Linked DNA regions of Mus musculus: all the other regions are linked to region 1. The links are chromatin contacts, called in public ChIA-PET, HiChIP or PLAC-seq and promoter capture Hi-C maps. All regions are on one chromosome and are shown on one strand. The core of a region is the stretch at or near the end of the contact, and the rest is flanking DNA. Distances in the headings are between cores, read along the strand shown. Region 1 holds the start of Sgcb (sarcoglycan, beta (dystrophin-associated glycoprotein)). Region 2 holds the start of Scfd2 (Sec1 family domain containing 2). Region 3 holds the start of Tec (tec protein tyrosine kinase). Region 4 holds the start of Slain2 (SLAIN motif family, member 2). Region 5 holds the start of Txk (TXK tyrosine kinase).

What was found. ChIA-PET counts read pairs in DNA pulled down with a chosen protein or histone mark. HiChIP or PLAC-seq counts read pairs in DNA pulled down with a chosen protein or histone mark. Capture Hi-C pulls out chosen DNA fragments and counts their contacts.
Region 2: an H3K27ac HiChIP or PLAC-seq map of embryonic stem cells shows a contact between it and region 1, with 5 times the contacts expected there. The contact joins the promoter of Scfd2 here to the promoter of Sgcb in region 1. A contact is called at or near these places in 5 of 39 promoter capture datasets (embryonic stem cells, hippocampal neurons, liver and 2 more), 1 of 484 Hi-C or Micro-C datasets (embryonic stem cells), 8 of 115 datasets of contacts at active chromatin or transcription factors (astrocytes, bone marrow-derived dendritic cells, cardiomyocytes and 5 more) and 1 of 9 other capture datasets (adipose tissue).
Region 3: a contact with region 1 is called in a promoter capture Hi-C map of adipose tissue. The contact joins the promoter of Tec here to the promoter of Sgcb in region 1. A contact is called at or near these places in 1 of 39 promoter capture datasets (embryonic stem cells), 1 of 484 Hi-C or Micro-C datasets (double positive thymocytes) and 1 of 9 other capture datasets (adipose tissue).
Region 4: a contact with region 1 is called in a promoter capture Hi-C map of adipose tissue, with 2.4 times the contacts expected there. The contact joins the promoter of Slain2 here to the promoter of Sgcb in region 1. A contact is called at or near these places in 5 of 39 promoter capture datasets (HPC-7-derived erythroid cells, embryonic stem cells, hippocampal neurons and 2 more), 1 of 115 datasets of contacts at active chromatin or transcription factors (large pre-B cells) and 1 of 9 other capture datasets (adipose tissue).
Region 5: a contact with region 1 is called in an RNA polymerase II ChIA-PET map of memory CD8 T cells, with 10 read pairs. The contact joins the promoter of Txk here to the promoter of Sgcb in region 1. A contact is called at or near these places in 1 of 115 datasets of contacts at active chromatin or transcription factors (memory CD8 T cells) and 1 of 9 other capture datasets (liver).

What each region holds. Positions count from the first base shown.
Region 1 is chr5:73,645,419-73,650,293 of GRCm38.p6, forward strand. It overlaps Sgcb (sarcoglycan, beta (dystrophin-associated glycoprotein)), which reads right to left and starts at 2,319. Exons shown (of 6, transcript NM_011890.5): 1 at 2,257-2,319. The coding sequence starts at 2,295.
Region 2 is chr5:74,529,960-74,534,447 of GRCm38.p6, forward strand. It overlaps Scfd2 (Sec1 family domain containing 2), which reads right to left and starts at 1,783. Exons shown (of 9, transcript NM_001114660.2): 1 at 823-1,783. The coding sequence starts at 1,660.
Region 3 is chr5:72,866,760-72,871,066 of GRCm38.p6, forward strand. It overlaps Tec (tec protein tyrosine kinase), which reads right to left and starts at 1,689. Exons shown (of 19, transcript NM_001113460.2): 1 at 1,635-1,689.
Region 4 is chr5:72,911,503-72,916,267 of GRCm38.p6, forward strand. It overlaps Slain2 (SLAIN motif family, member 2), which reads left to right and starts at 2,860. Exons shown (of 8, transcript NM_001113423.2): 1 at 2,860-3,511. The coding sequence starts at 3,123.
Region 5 is chr5:72,750,443-72,755,076 of GRCm38.p6, forward strand. It overlaps Txk (TXK tyrosine kinase), which reads right to left and starts at 2,335. Exons shown (of 15, transcript NM_001122754.2): 1 at 2,237-2,335. The coding sequence starts at 2,252.

The sequences.
Region 1 (4,875 bases), core at 1,069-3,568:
CAATGTACTAAGAACCATCATACTTAAGCACTGACACAGAAGTTGGACGTGAGAGAGGAGGACACGATCCTTTGCTGTAGACATTATGGACCTGCGTTGTGTTACAAGGCACGTGCACTCTATCATGTCAGGGTGCCCATGCCACAGAGGTCAAACGGGAGAGTGGGGACACCCTGGAGTTGGTGGGAAAATGAGAGGAGTGGGTGGGTCAGATATGGCAACACTGGGGGAGAGTGGAAGGAAGAGCCGGGCTGAGCCAGTTCTCAGCAGGGTGCAGGCTCTTCTAATCTTATGTTCTGTTTAACTGGGCGTCACTGGAGGTTACTGTGTGTTTCAGCATGTTGAACACGAGGTGAACACTTTACAGAGGTCGGCAGGCTCCTGCCTGTAATGTGGTAATGGAGGTTTGAGGTAATGAGGAGATAAACTAGGGTGGGCGAGAGAGACACATTGAGGGACATGTGAAGTGGAAGATGTGGTAACCGGCAAAAGTGTCACCATATGTGAGATGAACTTTTTCCTGGGGCAGTGCCTCTGCAAGTGCTGTGCTGCTGCTGCTGGTGGCCCCCTCATCTTCCTCTTCCTCCCTAATTCTCCTAATTTTTCTCCCCTTCTTCCTCCATCTCCTCTCCATCCTCCTTCCCCAAGCTCTTCCTCCTCCTCTTCTGCGTTTCTTTCTTTTCTTTTATTCAGTGTGTGAGGGGCACATACACCATGATATAAGCGTGTGGAGGTCAAAGGACAACCTTTGGGAGTTGGGCCTCTCACTTTACCAAGATGGTTCTCGGGACTTAACTCAGGGACTAAGTTGTCAGACTTGGTGGCTGTCACCTTTATCACTAAGCCATCTTGCCAGCCCCTCCTGAACACATTTACATTGAAGCAGACTCAAGCTCCAACTGAGACCTGGGATAGAGGAGCTGGGGAAGAAGATACCAACATCTTCCTTTGTTGATGAAGCTGGGGGAGAAGCTTTTTTAAGGGGCAGAAGTGCCAGGACCCAGTGACTGACACAGCGGGGGGCCTACCCTGACTCCCAAACAGAATAGATTACAAAGTTAGTGGGATCCCAAACACAAAAAGCAACCTTTCATGTTCGAATTATAAAGTTGAGGGAAGCTGGTCATTAAGCCCAATGCTTGTTTCTCCTTAGCTCTCTTCAGGCAGGCCGGCTCTGGTTAGGGTAGCCAAGTGGGCAGACCACTGTAACTTTCCGGTAGAATAGAAGCTCAGAGCATCAAGATGCATGCACAGAAGAACTGAGACCCCTCTAACCCAGAGGCTGTAAGGGGTAAACTAGGAAAACCAAGGAATGGCTTCATTCCCAACAAGTCCACTTGCCTATTGTCATAGAGGATTTCCGTGCTTGTTTAGCAGATTTCAGGTCTGTTTTTCATACCCCCTAGAATGAGTCCTCGAATATTTAATAGGTCTGTCGCTAAAATGTTAGCCACTTAAGAAACTATTCCCCCGTTGCATATCAATTTCACTCATTCACTTTCTCCCCGCAGTGATTTCGAAGAAATGAAACTTTTAAAGAGAAACCAGCTTACTGGTTATTTGCAAAGGGAAACAACAATAAAGAAGTGACTACAAAAATAGCTTTTTATTATAATAAGTCACTTTAGCAACTACTTGCACGAGCATGTGTTCACACACTTCACCCGCACACACACTTATGTGCGTGCTTAAGTTACAGCTTGATATCTGAAGGGAAGCCTTTAAACTATTCTAGGCTCACAACGAAGACCAGGAAACACTTGATAACGCATTTCTTAAAAAGTAATCTTAAACCCACTAGACACGGGTCAGTTTTATATTAGTATCTGAATCTCCGAGAAACCACAGTGGGCGGGGAATGGCAGAAGCAAGACCTGGCCACGATCCACGCCAGGCAACAGCTGACCACCACTTGGCTGGCATCGGTCAGCCTCCCGGCCCCGACTGACGTTATTTTTATCCGCATGGTTTCTGGCTGCGGAGAGGCACGTCCAGGCGCAGGCTCCGCAGGCCATGACCCGTGTCACTCCCGCAGAGGGACAGCTCCGCTCTCTGGCCGGCCGGGAGCCGCTGCCCAGGATCCAGCCCGGCCTTCGCCAGCATCTTGGCTGCGGACAGCTCCCGCCCTGCGGCCCCGCCCTGCCGCCTCGCTCCGCCAGCCCAGCCCTCGCGCCCTCCGTCGTCCCCGCCCTCTGTGGGGTCGCCCGGGCCACCCGGCTTCCCAATCCCTCGGCCGGCCGCAGCAGGCTCACAGACCTGCTCGGTCGCTGCCGCCGCCGCCGCCGCTGCCGCCATCTTGGCCCGCCGCAGCCCGCGCTTGCGCTCTGGCACTGGGGTGGGGCTCACACCCTCGATGGCCACGCCCTGTCACGCCCTCGCCACTCCCCCGAAAGAAATCCAGAGTGGGCAAGATTCTGTGTAGGTTCACATCCTTGCAGGGCGGTCCCTCACGACCGTAAGTCGCCCGCGGGTTGCATGGGTGTGGCAAGGATCTCTGGGGCATCCTCAAGTTCTTCGGAAAGGACGCCCTCAAAATCCAAAACATGCCTTTACCTTTATATCAACTCCCCGTCTTGGGATACTGTCCTGTCCTGAGCTGTGACAAACTGCAAGGGAGTATTTGAGTGTACTGGTGGGTGAGACTTGGGTGCAGATCAAGTGGAAACTTTAGGTAGCTTAAATCAAACTAGTCTCTTCCCCCTCAACTCCTCTGGAAGCCTGTGAAGTCAAGTCTGGCACTTTCTTTGAGGCATTAGAGGCAGATTGTCCATTTAATATTGGAGACTATATTAGGTCCTTAGGAACCTAACTTGACTCACAGTGAGCACCAGGAGACAGTCAGGTGCACATTGGTTGCTCTCTGCACTGATTAAGTTGAAAACAATAGAATGAGTAGCATCCTAAGTTCAAGAACTCCTCAGATGATGAGTAGTTTCTACAAACTACCCTAGGCCACCCAAGGGAGATGTCTGATTCAGCTTTTTCTCTCCAGGTACTGGGTCATTTTGCTTTTCTAACTCAGCTTCCCTGCTTCGCCTACTTCTGATGGCTGGCTGGCTGTGGAGTTAAATACTCTGACACACAGCAAATGTCTCCCAACCTTCCCCCTCTCTCATGCCTGATTTCGGATATAAGCTGTATCTATGTGGTCATTTGCCTGGTCCTGTCTTCTTCCCCAACTGCTAAAACTGCCTGGCTCTATCACTGGGACGAACCTGCGTTTTAGTCAGGAAGACTATGTAAATCACAACCCACAGGTTTGAAAGTCGGCGGTGTCTGGGTAATAGCTTGGCTCTGGTCCCATTTATCAACTTTGACAATAAGGCTTTTGACTGCTCCTGGGTTCCTGTGCCTCACTATTCACTATGCTCAAGTCGTTTCCTTTTTCTCTGACAGCTATACTCCTTTGTGTCCCCCAAGAACCCACCAAATGTCACATTCTCTTCAGAGCCCCCATACTCTGATTAGCGCTACTCTGTTTCTAACCTTGTGTCAGTCTCAATCACTCACAATAATGGAACTTATTAAATGTCTTCCAGAGCTGCCTGGCACTCCAGATTCTAAGCAGATAAGAAGCCCCACCTTGCTTTTTTTTTTTTTTTAACATGTCTCCACATAGGTACTTTAATAATGGATTTTTCTGAAGTCAGATGGACCTTGACTGTCTGAAGATGGGTCTCTTCTCCTTGGATTCCTCGTTGCTGAGGTGTTACTGACAGGTCACCCACTTGTTCTCATTGCCAATGTGTCTTCTTCTGGCTGCTGTTGTTTTCTAAGATTTGATATTATACGTGTATGAATGTTTTCCCTGCAGATATGTATATGTACCACCTGCATGCCTGGTGCTGGTGGAGGTCAGAAGAGGCTGTTAGACCCCCTAGGACTGGAGTTACAGTTATGAGCCACCAAACATGTGTAGGGAACCAAACTCAGGTCCTCTGCAAGAACAGCCAATGCTCTTAACCTCTGAGCCATCCCTCCGACCCAGCATGACTGCCCTCCGAAAAACCCAACAAGCGGCTGAAAGAGTCAGAGGCAGATATTTGCACCCAACCAATCAATGGACAGAAGCTGCTGACCCCTGTGGTTGAATTAAGGAAAAGCTGGAAGAAGCTGAGGAGGAGGGTGACCCTGTAGGAGGACCAGCAGTCTCAACTAACCTGGACCCCCAAGATCTCTCAGACACTGGACCACCAAACAGCATATGCTAGCTGATATGAGGCCCCCAACACATATACAGCAGAGGACTGCTGGGTCCCGGTTTAGTCAGAGAAGATGCACCTAACCTTCGAGAGACTGGAGGCACCAGGGAGTTTAGAGGTCTGGTGGGGTTGGGGAGGGAGAGGGTAGGGACATCTTCGTGGAGACAGGGGTGGGGCTGGGGAGGAAGTGTGGGGTGTGGAACAGTCAAAGGGTGGACCGGGAGGGGTATAAAATACGGAGCATAAATAAATAAATAAATAAATAAATAAATAAATGATTTTTTAAAATGAGAACCAATTCACAGAATTAACCACAAGGGTAGTGTTCGTCATGTCTAATGATGTTTTGAAGTTTTTTCCCTTCTGATGCATTTGGAGGGTGCTGTGTGCTTGCAATGTCTCTAATTCTCACAGCAGTCTTATTTTAACGGGAATTATACCAGTTCACTATGACACCCATTTGATATTCAGGATTTTATCTTGCATTATTCTGCTTTTACCATAATTTTCTCCCTTCCCTTCCTCCTTCCCCCCTCCCCTCTCCCCTCTCCTTTCCTCCTCTCCTCTCTCCTTTCTCTCCTCCCTCCCTCTCCTCTCCTTCCCCTCCCTCCCCTTTCCTTCCTTCACTTCCCCTCTCCTCCCTCTCCCCTCCCCTCTCCTCTTTCTTCCTCTC
Region 2 (4,488 bases), core at 533-3,032, 880 kb after region 1:
TATTACATTGCTGCAATTTGAGGTTGCTATACAAACTTCAATGCACATTTGAAAATATTTTCTACAATTCTTTTTTCCAACTTCTCATATGTACATTCAGTTTCACTTTTTAAAAAAGACATTTACCTATTTATTTGTATATGTGTGGGGGACAGTGCATGTGCAAGTCACACTGTGTGTGTGGAGATCAGAGAACAATTGGAGGAAGTCAGTGCTCTCCTTTCACCATGTAGGTACTAGGGAGCAAACGAAGGTCATTCCATGTGGAGCATGGTATGCAGCACCCCCTCTATGACCGCTACCGCCTTATGCTCCTGCCTCCTGGTTCCTGCCATGTTTGAGTTCCTGTCCTGATTTCCTTCAATGATCGACTATGGTGTGGAAGTGTAAGGAAATAAACCCTATCCTCCACAAGTCGGTTTTGGCCATGGTGTTTCATTACAGCAATAGACACCCTAATTAAGACAACTGGTATCTGGAAATGTCTAAGAGTCTCAGGTGATGGCAATTCCCTCCATGTCAAGGTCATCTCATTTTTTCCAGTCTCTTGGACTAGGCCCGGTTGTTTTATCAAAAGCAACGCACACTAAAGCCATATTTGCCCGCTTACAGCATTTAACAAATAAAATTGTGCTTTATCTATGTCCACTCTCCACTAGACAAAACTTAACTCCAGATGCTGTCAAATTAGGGGCTGGTTCTTTTAGTTCATCTTTATATTGCCAACCTCAATATGAGGCCAATAAACACATATGCTGAATCAATGAACAGATCCTCTAGCTAGGAGAGTGAAGATGAACAACTCCCAGAAATGCCACCTACCTGTGAGATCCAGAGTTCTATCCACAAAGACCACAGAAGCCCTGCCTGTAGCAGTCTTTTTCCTGTTCTTGGCGGGGGCATAATTTGCCAGATCTGTAGCGATGACCCGACTGAGGGGACCCACGGCGAAACACTCCTCTCGTACCCCTAGATGTTCACACAGAGAACTGAGGCCTGACACGAGGCATCTGATGTACAGCAGCAGCTCTGGGGTTAGGGCAGTGGCATCCACCTCACCCAAGCTGCTCAGCCTCCTCTTGTCGGGTCTGGCACTGTTAAGAGCGTGGACATCCTGAGGTAGCAGTGGGAAGAGGGTAGCAAAGGCTGGAGTAAAAGCGAGATGGGAGGCAACAGGGGCGAGAAACAACGGGACGTGGAGCACCTCGGCCGTATAGTTCTCGTTGCCCATCCACTCACAGAGCTTCTCCTCCAGCTGTTCGAACACCGGCTGCTGCCCCTCGAGCTCGGCCGCTGCAGCGGCCGGTACGTGGTTAGCAGTGAGGTGGACTGCGTGGCTCACGGCTGTGACCACCACACAGTGCTGAAAGTGACTGCGGCAAATGATACTCTGTAGAGTGTCTACGATCCGGCCTTTCAGCGGGCTGCTCAAAACGAAAACCGCCCGGGGCTGCTTGGCTCCCCCGCCAATGGCCTGGGGTTCAAATTCCCGCAGGTGACACGCAGGACCCTTCACCGCCTCCAGAAGCCGGCTGGATCCGCAGCTCCAGTGCAGGCTCTCGGCGCAGGCAGCGTCCAGGTAGACCACGGACCACTTCACTTTGGCCAGCACCTGCTCCCAGCCTTGCTGGGCAAAGGCCAGTATGCCCGCGGCGCTCATGATCCCGTATCGCCAGCTGGCCAGGGGTCTCACCGGCGTACGGGCGGGAACTCAGGTCAGAACGCAGGGCTTCCGGGTACTGAGTACTTTGACAGTCAACACAGTACACGTGGGCCTGTCTCTGACGCTCGGCGTTCGCGCGCGCGGTGATGACGTCTTAGGCGCTCATTGGCTGATCAGGCGCGCGGGCTGGCGGAAGGAACGTCTGCACTTGAAGGAGGAACGGAATGTGCTTACAGGGTCGATAGTCCCTGAAAAGCTGGAGGCAGCAGCTTTCTAGGAAAGAATTGAAATGGGTTTTGTTCGTCCCTCCCTTGTCAGCTCTCATCACCTTTTCCTCCAGGTTAAGAATTCTCGGGAATAATAAAACCTGGTCTGAAGCAAAGTACTTCCCCCATCTGAACTTGGAGAAGCCAAACAACTACTGCAACGTAATAGTTGGTCTTGTGTAGGTTATCTTCTGCGTTGGTGCACTCCAGCCTCGTGAAATACCTTTTGGGACCAGCAAGATGGCTCATAAGGCTAAAAGCGCTTGCAACACAAGTCGTATGACCTGAGTTTGATCCTTCGGACTCAATGTAGAAAAACAGGACCCGGAAAAATTGTCCTCCATGTGCCAATTGTGGAAAACGCACAATCACCCATCCCCAACACACACACACACCACATACACAGAGAGAGACAGAGACAGACACACAGAGAGAGACAGAGAGATCCTGTCTCCACACAGTCAAAAGGCTTTGGGGTCCATTTCACAGCTACTAAGATGAGAATTGGGTTGAGGAATAGATATACTGATCTACACATCTCAGTTTAGAACCTGTTTTATTATTATTATTATTATTATTATTTAATTGTGGAAACATGCATGAGATAAAAAAATTTAGTAATTTACTGTTCTAATTGTGTGTGTGTGAGTGAGTGTGTGTGTGTGTGTGTGTGTGAGTATGTGTGGACAGGATCTCATTGTGCAGCCCTAGCTGTCCTGGAACACATGATGTGGATCAGGTTCGTTGCAAACTCACAGAGATCTGCTTGCCTCTGCCTTCCTAGTGCTTGGATTAAACGTGTGTGCCACCATGTCCACCATTAGTCATTTTAAAATGTACAGTTCGGAAACATTAAAAAACATTCATGCTGCTGTACAACCAATCTTTGGAACTTTTTATTTTGCAAAATCAAAATAGTTTCAAAACTATATACCCTTTAAATAACAATTGCCACCCTCAACCTCAGCTCCCTGCACCCCCCCCCCAGCATTTGTCAGCCTCTACTTTAATCCTGTTCTCTTTGCATTGGCACTGTGGGTCTTATAATTGGGTCCCTGTACTATCTGCTTTATTGTGATTAACTTACTTCACCTAACATCATTCATCTAGTTGTGACACATGGCAATTGCTTTCATTTTAAAGTTTTATTCGTGTGTTTCTGTGTGTGAGAGAGTGTGTGTGTATACAGTTGGGTTTTGACCTCCCTAAAGCATATGCCACCATACCTGGTCTCTTGGCATGATTTGAGCAGTAATCTATTCATTGTCTAATTCTTATAGCTAAGCACTCCTTTTCATTACTTCTCAAAAGTATACTTCACAGCCGGGTGGTGGTAGGTGGTGGCGTACTCCTTTAATCCCAGCACTCGGGAGGCAGAGGCAGCAGATTTCTGAGTTCGAGGCCAACCTGGTCTACACAGTGAGTTCCAGGACAGCCAGGGCTACACAGAGAAACCCTGTTTCAAAAAAAAAAAGTATACTTCATATTAAATGATATCATTATTATTGACATTGTTCTGAGATGGAGTCTTACTCTGCTAGCCTGAGTCAAGCTCTAGCCCTGGCCTCCAGAGGACCTGGAAGGACAGGATGCACTGCCAGGCCTGGGTTAGCAGCAACATCACCATCATCATTGCTTAGAACAGCAATAAATAATGAGATGGCAAATAAGTATACTCAGGATAAATGTGATATTGTAGTGAGATGAGTTCATAATATAAGAAGCAAGAGACAGTCTATAAAATAGTCAAATTATTTAATGTCAAAGTTTCCCATGGCAAATGGAGAGATTAATCCTAACCAAGGAAGCATATCCATACAAGGATTCAGTTTAGGAGGAAAGAAGGAAGGAAGAGGCTTTGAAGGATGGTCATTAGAGCTTTATGAGCTTCTCTGCTTTGTAGAAATCATTTTCAAAGCTTAGCTCAAGTGCTACCTCCACCACGCAGGCCTCCTACCGCATTCACCACCATTCATTAATCAACTCGTTGTTGATGTCTAAACTCTTTGTCTAGACAATGATTTGAAAGACAAACTCTTTTCCAGACTGGAAAGAAAAGCAATTCACTCTGCAAAAGACAATCAACTCTCTCATGAAACCACCCAATTTTACTTTAGATGCACTTAACAGTGAGAATGGAGCTAACCACGGTGTGGTGGTGGTAACTGCCCACGGTACTCTCAAGCAGATAGTATCAAAGGCCAAAAGGATATGGTGCACCATACAACAGATGGAAGTGAAAGTTAAACAAGACGAAGGCAGATTTGGCCTAGTGAAGATTCTGGGGAAAGTGGCTATGTAGTCAATAAGACTTGTGGTCTAAAAGAGAGTTTAGCTCTGCTCTACTCCCCTCACCCCAACCCTGCTCACCCCATCTGCATACTCAGTTTATCTACATTTGCCTTTCACTCTACTCCAAATGCAGTTGGGTGCCTGGAACTTCTCTGTCTCTGGGCCTTTTGCATGTTCCTAATCTCCTTGTCAAGTAGCCCCCATGCAGAAACCCACAGAGCTTACAGCCCTTCTCCATTAAGGGATCTACTTATTTTAATTAATTAA
Region 3 (4,307 bases), core at 439-2,938, 780 kb before region 1:
TCAACAAATGATCTTCCCCAGATGGGAGTGGAGGGAGTGGGGGGGGGGTGAAGTAAATGCCAAAATCTAGTAGGATGGGTGCAGGGAAGGAAGAGAGGCACCAACCAGGGCAGCCTGGAGAACCTGTAGGAAGAGGTGTGGTTAGAGGCCCTGGGTGCGGGGCGGGGAGGGGGGGGAGCGAGGGGGGGGATAGGGGGAGGCCAGGCATTCTTCAAGAACACAAATGTGCCAGTAATTGTCCACAGTATCTCCATCCTCCTTTAAGGATCAGCTGTAGGGAGAGAGGTTACACATAGCCCCAGCCCTGTCTGTAAACAAGACCACCTTGTTGTAAGGGAATCAAGAAAACAGTGTGGCAATGCTAAACCTTGCATTCCCACCCTAGATTCTTTCCAATCTAGAAAGAGAGGGAAACTCTAGGCCAAAGATCCATGTAGGGCAAAGGTATCGCCTACTAGAGCGCTTCACTGATTTGCATGTGTTTACAATACCTGTCCCCACACAATTCCACAAACCCGAAGGCACACACCCTTGTGGGAAGAACGAGGGTGATTTACATAGGCACCCTACAGAAAGCACCCCTGAGCTGGCAAGGAGAGGAATAGTGATCGGATTCATAAGTGTATGGCGAAAAGATAGGTCTGTCTTAAACAATGAAAATGTAACTGGACGACATGGATGTTTTCAAATACTTAATGTGTAAGTTTAGCCACAGCTCCCCCCAACCCCCGCCTCGCGGAAAAAAATCAAGCTCTTCCTTATTTTGAGTCTATAGACCACAGAGCTACAGTGTCGATCACTCAGCTATTAAATCCCAAATCTTACTTAGGAGACTCGATGCTTCCTCCTACCGCGCCTCGGCTCTGTAAAAGAATTATATAGACGGGAATAGGTTGTCAGAGTTTCCTTAGAGGAAAATGGGAACTCACTGGAAAAATGTAAAACCTCTGCTTAAAGCATGCAACTATTCTGTCTGGATAGGCTCCAAACCCACTTAACCAAGCCAGCCACCCAGTTGTCCCAATTTAACACTGCGATCAACTCTTCTAACCAAATATTCCACTTTCCAAAGATAAGCCCGAATGGGACCTGGTACACAGAAACATATTCGCCAACGACAGGAAAAAGTTAAGAAATGTCAGATCCAGGGGAAATTGCACAGTCTCGGGACAAGGTCCACGTAGTTTTTCCCACTTTGATTCTTCGAGTCCCTGTTTATCAAGATCCAGATACCACTTTCCAGAAGAGAAAAATAGCTAAAGAAGTACGTGCACCTGCTCGGGCACAAGCAACTGTGGACTGTCTTCCTGGATTCGAACTTTACCGCGGGACAAGCAGAAAGAAGAAAGGCCCCCTGCCGCTCAACTGGGAAAGGAACTCAATCGCGAGTCCTCTCGGCTCAGATACCAAGTCCAAAAGGGCTCAGATCTGCAGCCACCGGGGAAGGCGCGGCCATCAGGGGAGCGCACCTGTCCCTTCTTCCTGGCCCAAGGGGGACGGGCCTCTGACCTGACGCAGAGAGTCCGCTCTCACCTCCGTGAGAAGGGTAGAAAAATCCTCCCTAATCCCACTAAGGTCAGTCTCCCGCAGGTGGAGGCCAACTCCGTGAGCGCCGAGAGTCCCTTGGTTCTTACCTTGACGGAGCGCGTGCCGAGACAAGCCAAGACAGAGCGACGTCCAAACTGCGGAGCCCGGAGCTCGGCAAGCGCTGACCAAACCCATCGGCCACGCCCACCGCCCGGCTCCTCCCTGGCCCCGCCCCCTCGCCGCGCCGCCTCTGCCCTCCGCTGCCCACAGCGCCAGTGTCCCACCTTCCTTCCGCGATTTCAAAGCCAAAGGGAAGAATCGGAGCTCGCGGTCCTGCGGCCGAAGTTCCAGGGAGCGTCTCTTATCCAGACAGACGCGGCGTGGGGTCTCTCTAAGTCCGGACTTCCCATCCTAAGAGAACCGTCCAGAAAAATGCTCCTTCGTCCCCGGCTCGGAGAGCCGGTAGCAATAGCACTTGTGGGTGGCTAAGAACCGACCTCCACTTCCGCTTAGCCCCTCGCGGGCGAAACCGGATGATGCTGTGCTCTGGGGTGATAGAAGAATGGGTGGCTTGACTGACAAGCCTGAAGCATCAGAGCCTAGCATAGGGTCACCCACTTACATTATTACTGTTGATACACTAATAATGAAAACAACCTTCAAGTTATTCACTTTAAATACTGTAAAATTCTTAGACTCCAGGAAAGAACGTGCCGTTTGTCACCTAGCTAGCTAGCTAACTGAGAAGCTGTCCTGGAAAGGCTGGGGCTGTAGATCAGTGGTACAATGTTTGCTTAACATGCACAAGGCCCTGGGTTTGATTCCCTACTTTCAAGTCTAAGTTGTCTTTGATGGTAGTCTTGAGTCTTAGCCACTGTTATCTGATCTCATCCATCCTGTACTGTCAGACAGGCATGGTGGCCCACATATTTTATTCCAGCTGAGAGGGCAAAGGCAAGCCCATTTCTAAGCATTTAAGGCCAGTCTGGTAAACATAGTGGTTTCCAGGCCAGCCAGGGCAGGGATATGAGGACCTCTCAGAAGGAGAGAGACACAGGATAGGACTGTAATGTTCATAATAGTCCATGGGAATAAAAGACTGAGTTCGCCTTTGGGATGGAGAGAGAAATTAATTTGTAAAATGCTTGCTATGCCGAAGGTTGATCAGGTAGAGCCCATGTTTTTAAAAAAAAAAAAAAAGGAAAGAAAGAAAGAAAGAAAGAAAAAGGGAAGAGAAAGAAAGGAAGGAAGGAAGCTGTTTTTCACCTGTACTCCAGAGCTGGAGGCAGAACCAAGCATAGCTTGGCCAGTCAATCTAGCCCAACTGGCCAGCTCCGGGTTCCATGAAAGACTTTATCTCAAATAATATGGAAGAGAGCAATTGAGAAAGACACTTAGCCTCTGACCTCCACAGTGGAGCCTTTACATAGGGAGAAAACCAATATACCGGTAAGCAAAGAAACCATTTCACAGGTGAGAAATGTCTTGGCTGAAATAAACTGGGGTAATGAAAGAGAGATTGATGAGGAAGGAGGACTTCTCAAAGGAGGACTCTGTGGAGCTGAGGTTGAACAGTGAATCAGGCAGCCAACCTGAAGACGACGCTCGCGATCACGTGTGCAGTCACGTGTGCAGTAAGACTCCTCCCCGACACGGCTCAGGACTTAAAAGCAGTGCCTCCCTGTGCTATTTCTCCTGTGATCATCTTAATGACCCGAGAAGTCAGCTGACAAGATTCCATTTGACAGGGAAAGAACTAAGAGCAATTTAAAGGACTTGCCTAAAGTCATATAATTAGGAAGGGGCCGGGAATGGGAGGAGAACGCAGAACTGAACCAATGATTCCTGACTCCAGTTCCTCTCCTCCCGGGAAGGCCTCCAGTGTAATGAGCCAAGCTCTGAAGGAACCTTCCCTTTTCTCTCCTGCCTCTCATTCCCTTCAAGAGCTTATTTCCCTGCCATGCAGAGAGATGTCCCTGGGGGAGCAGGGGCTTGAATCTGTGAAACTGTATGTAAAAGAGTAGAGGCACATGTGCGTGCAGAGAGCAAGTTACTGCTACCAGTACTGCAGTGAGTGAGTGTGTGTGTGTGTGTGTGTGTGTGTGTGTGTGTGTGTAGAGTGTAGACTCGGAAGCTTATCATATTGATACCACTTTAAAGGACCTGATACTTCCTTTTTTTTCTTTTCTTTCTTTTCTTTTTAAGAACTATGATACTTTCCTGTCACATGGTCTGCTACCCCTGGGTGACCCTTGTGCCTCATATTCTCAACTAAATGGAATGATGCTTTCTTAATGTTAATAAAGTTGAATATAAAATGGGCATTTATATACATTTCTTGGAGCCCATGGTCTCTCTTCTTGTTGGGTATTGCCATAACATCTATAAAATTGTATTTATTTAAATGCTAGATAACCCTTTTTAACCCATACGTAAATTTCACGTGGCACATAAGAAACATACAGAATCTGTCTGAAAAGTTTGTACATAAAGTGGTGTTTGTATTTGGAGTTTCTGACACTCCTAATTTGGACATCTCTGCCTCCCTTTTGTGACCTTTCACCTATCCAAGGACTCTGCCCCTCACCTGACCATGTATTCATTGAATGAATAAATGATAATGATAACAGACAAGGACAGTATGGTCTACAGAGTGAGTTCAAGGACAGCTAGGGTTATACAGAGAAACCCGGTCTCAATAATAATAAATAATAATAATAACAACAACAATGGTATTAGTCTTGTACAGAGCATCTCCACCTATGTGAAGAGTACCTCAT
Region 4 (4,765 bases), core at 1,610-4,109, 730 kb before region 1:
GAGAACAAGGGCAATTTGAACCAGAGTCCTAAGGGTCCCCCAGTTGGGAGGTATTTAAACCTATTCTGAATGCAAGGCGGCATGACCTACTTAAGAAGTGGATTTGGTGGGTGAAAGAACAAGATCAATAAGGATTATCACAGTTTTTATCCTTAACATAAAAAAAAGAGCTTTTACTATTACAGTGTAGTATAGAGCAGATTTGACTTTGTGCTCAGGTATCTGTGATATATATATATCTGTCTGTATAAATTATAACTTTAGTTTTGTTTTGAGACAGGTTCTCTGTATGTAATCTTGGCTGTCTTGGAACTTGCTATATAGACCTGGGTGGCCTCAAACTCACAGAGTTCCTCTGGCTCTGCCTCCTGAGTGCTGGTATTAAGGCAAGTACCAGCACAACCAGCCAACTTCAGTTCTTGGCATACAAACTTTATTATAGATAGAGTCAGAAAGATCAGGAGTTCAAGGGCATTCCAGACTCCTAGTAAGTTCAAGGCTAACTGGAACTACAAGACAAGCTAACAAATGATTAAACCATCAGGTGCTCAGAACAGACCATCTATTACACACACAGAACAGACCATCTACTACACACTTAATATTTACTAAATTAAAAACAATGTGTAGTAAGGCAACTGGGTTAAAAAATGTCTTCTATGGATTTCTCTGTATGAGCATATTCATACTTCTATTTTATAATCATGACTCACCAGAATCCTTCACTTCTTGGTAATAGATTTGTTATTAGAGATCACCTAATTTACACATTCGGACAAAAGGCAAGGCCCAGATTAAAGAGAGAGAAATAAAAGTTCAAGGACCACGTTCATGGGAAGAGGAGACCTTGCCAGCGGAGCGGATTCTGATCACCGATCTGCATGACCTCTGGCTCTCTCAAGACCGCTGATGCTAACTTCATAATGGTAACTGACTTTGTCAAGGAGTATGTCTAAAGAATTCATTAGAAATGTGGCGAACATGGGAGTTGGACTCCATGTCATAAGCTGATAATGTAAATGTATTACTGCGATGTGTGATTTCATCTTGGTGGTGATTCCTTCAGCAATGAGATCAGATATGTCAGGCAGTGTCATAACATTTAATGTGCATCACACAGATAATGCATTTTGTTTTACAAAGGCATCCTGTTAATGGGTCTGTATAGCTAGGGACATAGTTATACTTGACAGCAAACTGTAGCACCCTCAAAGAATTTAATTTTGGTGTCTGTCTGGGGGTTGGGCTATCAAAACATATCTTCCGTTTAATTTCAGCACAACAGGCACTGACTGTGCACTTTGTCAGCCTCATAAGCAAGGAAAATGGAATGATTCCTTTTAATCAGCTGTACAGATCAAGCCAAAGACTTGCTAGGAAAAAATGTAATTAAAAATTACAAATATCTGTAGCCAACTATTGAGGTGATGTCAGCACAAAGACAGTAACTCCTTCAGGGGTTTTTCCAAAGAGGCATCAAACATGGTAGGTAGGGTAGTCGAAGCAGGGAAAATACAGCATGGAAAGGCAGGAGGGTTAAGTCTTATGTGAGTCCACACCCGGGTGTAATAAGACTGGTTCGGGTGTAATAAGACTGGTTCGAGGGTGGAGGAGGCAATTGGAGTCAACTGCAAACATCAGCCAAAAATTTGAGAGACCAGGCACGGTTGGCTGCTTACCGTATAAGTAAACCAAGCAGCTCACAACTGACAACTGTGGAAGAGTGAGCCAACATGACAGAAAAAAAGCGTTTAAGTTTTGTTTGCAGTCGCTTCCACCAGTACGCATTATAAACAGATGCCACCGAGGGCAGAATTTTACATTTACCACCCCTCAACATTCTCTATTGCCTGTCAACGGGTTGCTTGAATACTTTTCATGTACAAGTTAAAAAAAAAAATTCAAGGAGCATATGCCTTTAATCCCAGCTTTTGAAAAAAAGGCAGAGGATGAGTTTTTCGAGGTCAGCCTGGTCTACAGAGCGTGTCTCAGGACAGCCAGGAATACACAGAGAAACCTTGCCTCAAAAAACCCAAAAAGTCAAGACATACTATTAAAAAGTCTTTTGGGGGCGAAGGGAGAACCCAAGGAATACAATGCACATTAATTACTACCGTTGAAAGATTAGTACAGAAGTGTTTTCCATCATCCTCTTGTCTCTGGACCTGTAAACCTTAAGCCAACGAAACAAAACAACCCCTGCCCACGTGTTTTAAACGGATGAAATAATGCCTTTAAAAGTGCTTAGCGCAGTGTCTGGCTTATAGGAACCACTCAACAAATTACGGTTATCATTTTGACTTCCGAGCTCTGAACCATTCGGGATTCGGGTTCTCATTTTCAGGGGATGGAACGGACGAGCCACAGATGGTCTCTGGGGCTGCTGCCAGCTCCGACAGTCTCCGGTTTCAAGCAGGAACCAACTCAGTATTGCCAAACAAACCAAGGGAACGGTCCATGCGACCAGGCGGGGCCGTCCGACCGCGAGTCTCCGCACAGACGCCTAGGGCGGGGCTGAACCCGAGCCCGAGCCCGAGTCGGAGCCGGAGCCAGAGTCCGGTTCTGGGTCTCACACCCGCCCGCGATGAGCTTTGGGGAGGGTAGGCGGCCAGGGCAAAACTCCAGCGATAGCTTAGCCCAGCCCGGCCGGGCCCTGCCCACCTTTGCCGGCGCCCACCACACCCCTTCCGGCCGGGGCCCCGCCCCAAACAATGACCACGCCCCTCCGGGCCCTGTCCCGTTTCAGGCCCCGCCTCCAGCCCCGCCCCACCGCGAGCCGGGCGCTTAGTTCTTTCAGCCCGCGGGCGGCCACGTCCTCCCCCGACGCTCTGAGGTCACCGACCGGGCTGGCCGGCAGGGGGCGGAGGGACGGAGGGAAGATGGCTGCCGAGGCCGGATATTGGCGCCGCCTCCCCCAGTCGCGGAGCCGGCGCAGATGAGGCGGTTCGGCTGGGGCCAGCGGCGCTTCGCAACCCGAGCCGGGGAGACCCTGGCGGTGGGGCCTGGCCCTGCTCTATGCCGGCGCCTCGGCTAGCGTGAGCGGTGGCGGTAACGCCTCTCTTTCCCCCCGACCCCGCGCTTCCCCTGCGGCTTGGGGAGTCGGAGCGGGCGGCGCGGCCGGCATGGAGGACGTTAACTCCAATGTGAACGCGGACCAGGAGGTGCGGAAGCTGCAGGAGCTGGTGAAGAAGCTGGAGAAGCAGAACGAGCAGCTGAGGAGCCGCTCGGGAGCCGTGCAGGGTGCAGGCCTCCTCGGGCCCGGCAGCCCAGCTCGGGTCGGCGTGTCCACCCCTTCGTCGGGCGCGGCGTCCCCTCGGGGCTTCCCGCTGGGCCTGGGCGCCAAGGCCAGCGGCGGGGCGGGCTCCGGCCCGCGACGGACCAGCAGCGAGGACCTGCGGGACGCCACCTCCTTGCTGGCGGCCGGCGAGGGAGGCTTGCTGGACGAGGTAGAGCCGCTGCGGCCCGACGAGCTGGAGCGCTTGTCAGGCTGGGAGGAGGAAGAGGAGAGCTGGTGAGCGCGGGGCGCTGGGCCCGGTGGGCCTGCGGGGCGGAGGGGTGTCCCTGGGGGAAAGCAGGGTGGGCTCGGCTTGTGGTGGGGACGCTGGCTTTTGCCTGTTTCTGCTGCGGGCGGGCAGGTCCGCTGGAGTTGGGGGGTTTCGAGGCGTGCCTTGGAAACGGGTTTGTAGCTAGTTCTCTGGGTCGTGGAACCTCTGGGTGCAGGACCCAACTGGACCCAGATGGGATCTGTGGCTTGGCACAGTCCCCCGTGGGCCCGCACGCTCAGAGCACTCAGAGGGTACCAAGCTGCTTCGTAGGAAGGGATCCTGCTTTGTGTGAAAGACGGGCTTTCGGATGGTGGTCTGAGCGGTTTGGATTGTAGGGAGGGGTCTGCTTCAAGAGGTAACAACCAGGTGCGGGGACATAGAGAGTAGCTACTAGCAGGCAGTGCTTTGGACCGGAGTGAGATGGGGATGTTTGTGGGGAGGCCGGGTGGACGTCACTCCCCTTTGGGTAGTGGGGGGAGTAAAGCTTTGCTTTGTGTGAGGAGGGCAGTGGAGAGGGATGGGGCTGCTTTGTGTGAAGTCGGTGGTGGATCGGGGAACCCTGAATTTTATATTGGAAAACAAGAATTGCATACGACATAATTTCGGAGCCGTGAAGCAATAGTTAGTTATCCAAGCTGACTATCATTTCCGTGCCTGCCATCCTGGAGGCAGAGAAAGGGTCCTAGTTAAAAATCTAGACCAAAGCCGGAGTTATCACGAGGCACCTCTTGACGAGCTGAGGTGACCCCACACCTTAAAGTCACACTTTTCGGTAGGCCATGAGAAGCTTTCCCTCGAGTTTTATTTTTGATTAAAAAAACACCTGCTGGAAATATCCTCATAATTCATCCGTTCTTGAAGTCCTAACTTTTAGCTAGAACGTTTATGCTGTTGACATTAAAACTTCTCTGAAGTCGAAACCTCTCGTGGACTGGTATCCAGGCCTCTAACTTTGAAGAATTCTAAGCACTGCCTGGATGCAGGCCCTAGATTTGCCACTTTAAAGGTTTCTGACCTTGGAGAAGTTACTTTGAGCGTCACTTTTTTCCTCAGAGGAAAATTATCATTCTTGTGTAGAGTTCTGAAGGTTAAGTCAGATAATCCACATGTACTTTTAGCAGTGGGTGGCTTGGCATACAATAAATTCTCCAGGACTGGGCACTGGTAGCCTTAAGCCTGGCTATTTAAATCAACACTATTTTGTGAGTTCACATGTGATC
Region 5 (4,634 bases), core at 1,085-3,584, 890 kb before region 1:
AGTTAAACCCTGCTGGCTTGGAGCTAGAAAACCACTTCCATGTTCACAGACGCAGCAAAGACAAGAGCTCCGTCTTTTGTGCACCAAGTCTCAGAGGTGGCATCCCATTGTTTTTACATACTCTATCTGAGAGAGGTAAAGAGTCCAATGCCTAGGATGAGGGGTTGATCATACCTGAAAGTAGTTAGCACCAGAGGCCAGCCTAAAGGATGCCTATCCCAGCTACCCGGCTTATCCTCATATTAATTACAGTAATAATGGTCCATTAGCTTTGCAGGGCTGGTATGAGAGTACTCTGGGAATGGAGAGGCCCTGGAAATACAGTGCAATCAAAGTTTCTTACTGTACCCTCAGATCAAATGATGATAATGAACCTAGAAACCTGCATTTAAGCAGAACCCCCAGGCATGTATCAGGCAAACTGGACCATAAGATTACACACACACACACACACACACACACACACACACACATATATATACATATACACATATATATACATACATATGTGTATATATATGTATATATATGAAACATTTTTATATGGTTTTTCTTTCCACAAACAATAGATTAAAAGCATTCAAGAAGAGGTGAAAGGGAGAAATTTCTAATCCTTAGCTGCTGTACTGGGATCTTGCCATCTAAGTAAATGTCTGAGTTTGCTCTCACGGTAACTTAGCTGCCAAACACACTGGCAATTCCAACACTTCACAAATGTAACCTCACTGGAGGAGTGTCTTGGACCCTGTTCAGAGGCCACCATCATTCCTTTATGATCAAAACCCCACTCTATACAACTACCTCCTCTTCCCTTCCAGCAGCCTGTGACTCCAGGTCACCATGGCAGCCCCTTGAACAGTCAATGTGTTTGGCGCATACAAATAAGCATCCTTAAGTTTAAAACACCCTGGAGGGCACTTGGTGGTGCCTTGTCAATGGCGAATACTCATTATTTCACGCAGAAGAAAATGGAGTGGTTTAGCTATGGCTCATGGCAGAAGGACACAGACAGACAGACAGACAGACAGACACTGGATGGTACAGGGACATTGCATTAAAACCATTCCTCCCCCCCCAGGCCACGGGGAAATCTAAGACCCCATAGATAAGTAGTCTCCCACTTCATCCCTAGACAGCCTCTGCATCTACTTGCCTTACACGTAGCTGAGCCTTTCCTGTCATAACACATGGCCTTCCTTCCCCTGGTTCTGATCTCATGAGAAACAATCAAAGCCTTTAAAAGTCCATATTCTGCATCTGCTCAACATTATTCTGCCCTTGGGGAGGTGGGGACTCGTGACAATTCTTTGTATCTTTTTCTGTCTTGAGCTGCTTGGCCTATTTCTGATAACAAGAAACCTTTTTGTTGCTGTTGCTGTTGTTGTTGTTATTGTCTTGTTTTGTTCTTAGTGAATCAAACTGTAAATCATATTCAGGAAGGCACAACAAAAATAGCATTTGATTATTTTTATAAATCCTACCAATGTCTGGAGGTCCTAATAACGTGCTGTGGCTTAAAGAGATATGTAAAATTCGGTCAGTTTTTTCCTACTGCCAGCTAAAAATAAATCAGAATTCTGGCCTAATCTAGAATGACTAAGTTCTACTGATGTTTGATTCCCAGGGCATCTAGAATTAAAATCAGAGATCGTCTTTTTTTTTTCCTTTCCTAAACCCCTATACATAATTAGCCTCTCTTGAGTCTTAACTGTGGAGTGCTTCCAAAAATCGTCTTGAAGTCTTTCAAAGCAACTCTCAGATTAGTTGATGTGCTTGCCAGCTTTGCCCACTGTTTACTTGTGACGGCTATAGGAGGAGGCAGAAAGGGAGCGCTCACACTGTAGACTTGTTCATCCAACCGAGGTGCCAATGGGAACCTGTCAAAGCTGAGGCTAAACCAGAAAAGTCTGATCTCTTCACCCTCAACTCTGAGTTCATTATCATTCAAAAAACAAACATATCCCATCACACTGACCGAATTTCCACACATGCTAAGTACACAACTTTTTTTTTTTTTGCTATTGTCATCTGTATTCTCAATTCTCAAGTATATAATTTTATCAAGAGGCAGTGGACATTTAACTAAGCCACAAAATCCTGTCACTACATCTGAAGAAATCATCTTTAGGATTTCACAAATTCCTTGTTTTAGCAAAACCCACTCCTAGGGGTCACCAGTAGGCAACACACCCATAAACACGCTGTGACATTAAATGGTAAAGCCCATCTTACTCACAAGAGGACAGGATCATGGCGACCCTGCTTGCTGGCCATACACAGAAGCCTTGGTTCTTCAGCTCTGTTCCACTCACGGTAACACATCTTTCAACTGAAAGCATAGTTGTTGGCCTGTGACGTTTCTCACAGGCAAAGTTTACCCCACCTAATTTCCTGTTCTGAAAACCTCAAGAGTGTGTGAATGACAACCCAGTGGCCTACATAAGAAACTTCAGAGCTCTGTATCCAGATCTGAAGTGTTAGCACTTCCTTATACCTACGCTGTGGGTGTGTCTAGAAAACACTTTGAAGAAATCACAGAATTTCGGTAAAAGGGGCCTTCATAGTAGTCAACTTAAACTGTCTTCCCTGTGCTGATACTGGAATAAAGGACCATACAAGAAGAAATTTTACTTACTGGAGGGCTCATAGTGGTACAGGGAAAATCGACTTCTAGGATCATGAATATCCAAACTAGGATGTTTGGCCCTCTGATTTAGGACTGACTCTAAAGACTTGGTTTGGGATTAGGGGAGAATCTAAAGATCTGTTTTAAAAACTGGCTGAAGCTAGGTGTGGTGGCAAAAGTCTTTAATCCCAGCACTCTGGGAGGCAGAGGCGAGTGAGTTCAAGGCCAGCCTGGTCTACATAGAGTTCCAGGACAGCCAGGGTTACATAGAGAAACCTTGACAGACAGAGAGAAAGACAGAGACAGAGAGACAGACAGAGATACAGACAGAGACAGGAGAGGCAGAGAGACAGACAGACAGACAGACAGAGACAGAGAGACAGAAAGACAGGGACAGAGAAAAGAAAAGATTTAGCCTCAGCTTTGACAGGTTCCCATTGGCACCTCGGTTGGATGAACAAGTCTACAGCGTGAGCGCTCCCTTTCATTTGTTCTGTTTTCCCATAGGAAGCATTTGTATGGGCTATGGAAATGGCTCAGTGAGCAAAGTGTTTGACACTGAAGTATAAGGACCCAAGTTCAGAGCCAGAAAAGTTACATAATTGACAAGAGAGCACGGTCTCCCACCAGTAAACCAAGTGCTTGGGAGATGGAGACAAGAGATCCTGAGGGCAAACTGGCTAGCTAGACCAGCCAAATCAGCCAGCTCTGAGTTCAATGAGAGATTCTACCTCACTACACAAGGTGGAAAGCAATCGAAGAAAACACACAGCATCAACTCTAGCCCCCATATGCACACAGGCACATATGCACACATACACACATGTATCCTGCCCCCTGAGACCTACATGTGATAAGAAAGAGTATTTCAAATTGTTCACACAGGAACTCAACCTTCTTGTAACTTTCCTGAGCACACCCTGGTTCCTTTCACAGCTCATCCAGATAAAAGGAGAAGATAGGTGGGGCCTATCTTAGCAATAATAGTAAGGCATGCCTGCATATCACCAGCTGCTTGAAGGAGTTGATTAAAAAGTGTGTATGGTTTTGTGATGTGGGGAGTTGGAAGGAATATGGCACATTATGATGAGAATATTTCATTTTTTTATCCATTATAAAAGGAATGAGCTTAGCCTTCGGCCCAACCTTCAATATGGCGGCACAGACTCTTAACCAAATCGGTGGTTCTCCATGGTCAGAGGGAAGTCAGCAGCCAGCTCCAGTCTGTGTGCTCACCACATGCTCCAGGGTGGGAGGGATTACAGGGGCTACTGATATGGGAAGGGGGAGCTCTCAAATACCAAGAACAGTGTGTTGGATAGGAAATGGTTTCTACTGATGGGAACATGTGGGGCAACGGGCTACGCAGAGACAGCCTGGTCTCCAATCGAGCTTAGGTCTTGAACCTTGGTGGGACCCAGAGGGTGGTAATTTCCACCTACATGGGACAGAAGACGTTTCATCATGTCTCCTGGACCCCTGACTCCTGTCAAAGTTACAGCCCCCACAGGAGAGGCACATGCTATCAGTCTCGTAGGAACAGCACCAAGCCTTTCCACATGCAAATAAGGTTTCCCCCAAACTCTCAGTCCAAGCCAATGAGAGGTACCCGCTGTCGAACCCTGAATCACCCCCAGTACTGTATATAAATCCATTCAGGGAATTAAAGGTACGTGAGAACTACTTCTTCCTCTGAGTCTTTTGTTCCAAAAGCTGTATGTAACACTTGGGAAGAGATCTTCTCTCCCGAAGAGCCACCTGAGGTCCCGCCCCACTCCTCACTGGATAGTCGGCTTCTCATTGGCTCAGCCCCACTCCACTCAGTTCAGATTGGCTTGGAGTTACTGAGCGACCTGGAAGGCACAGCAGAGACTTCGTCTCCCTGCCTGCACTCACTTCCCTACACTGGAACCCTCGTACCAGGCCTGGACAGGGATCTCTGTGGAAAACCTCTGGCACCCACAAGAACTGGGTTAGCTTCTTCTCCTGAAGCTCGTGAGGAAAAGGA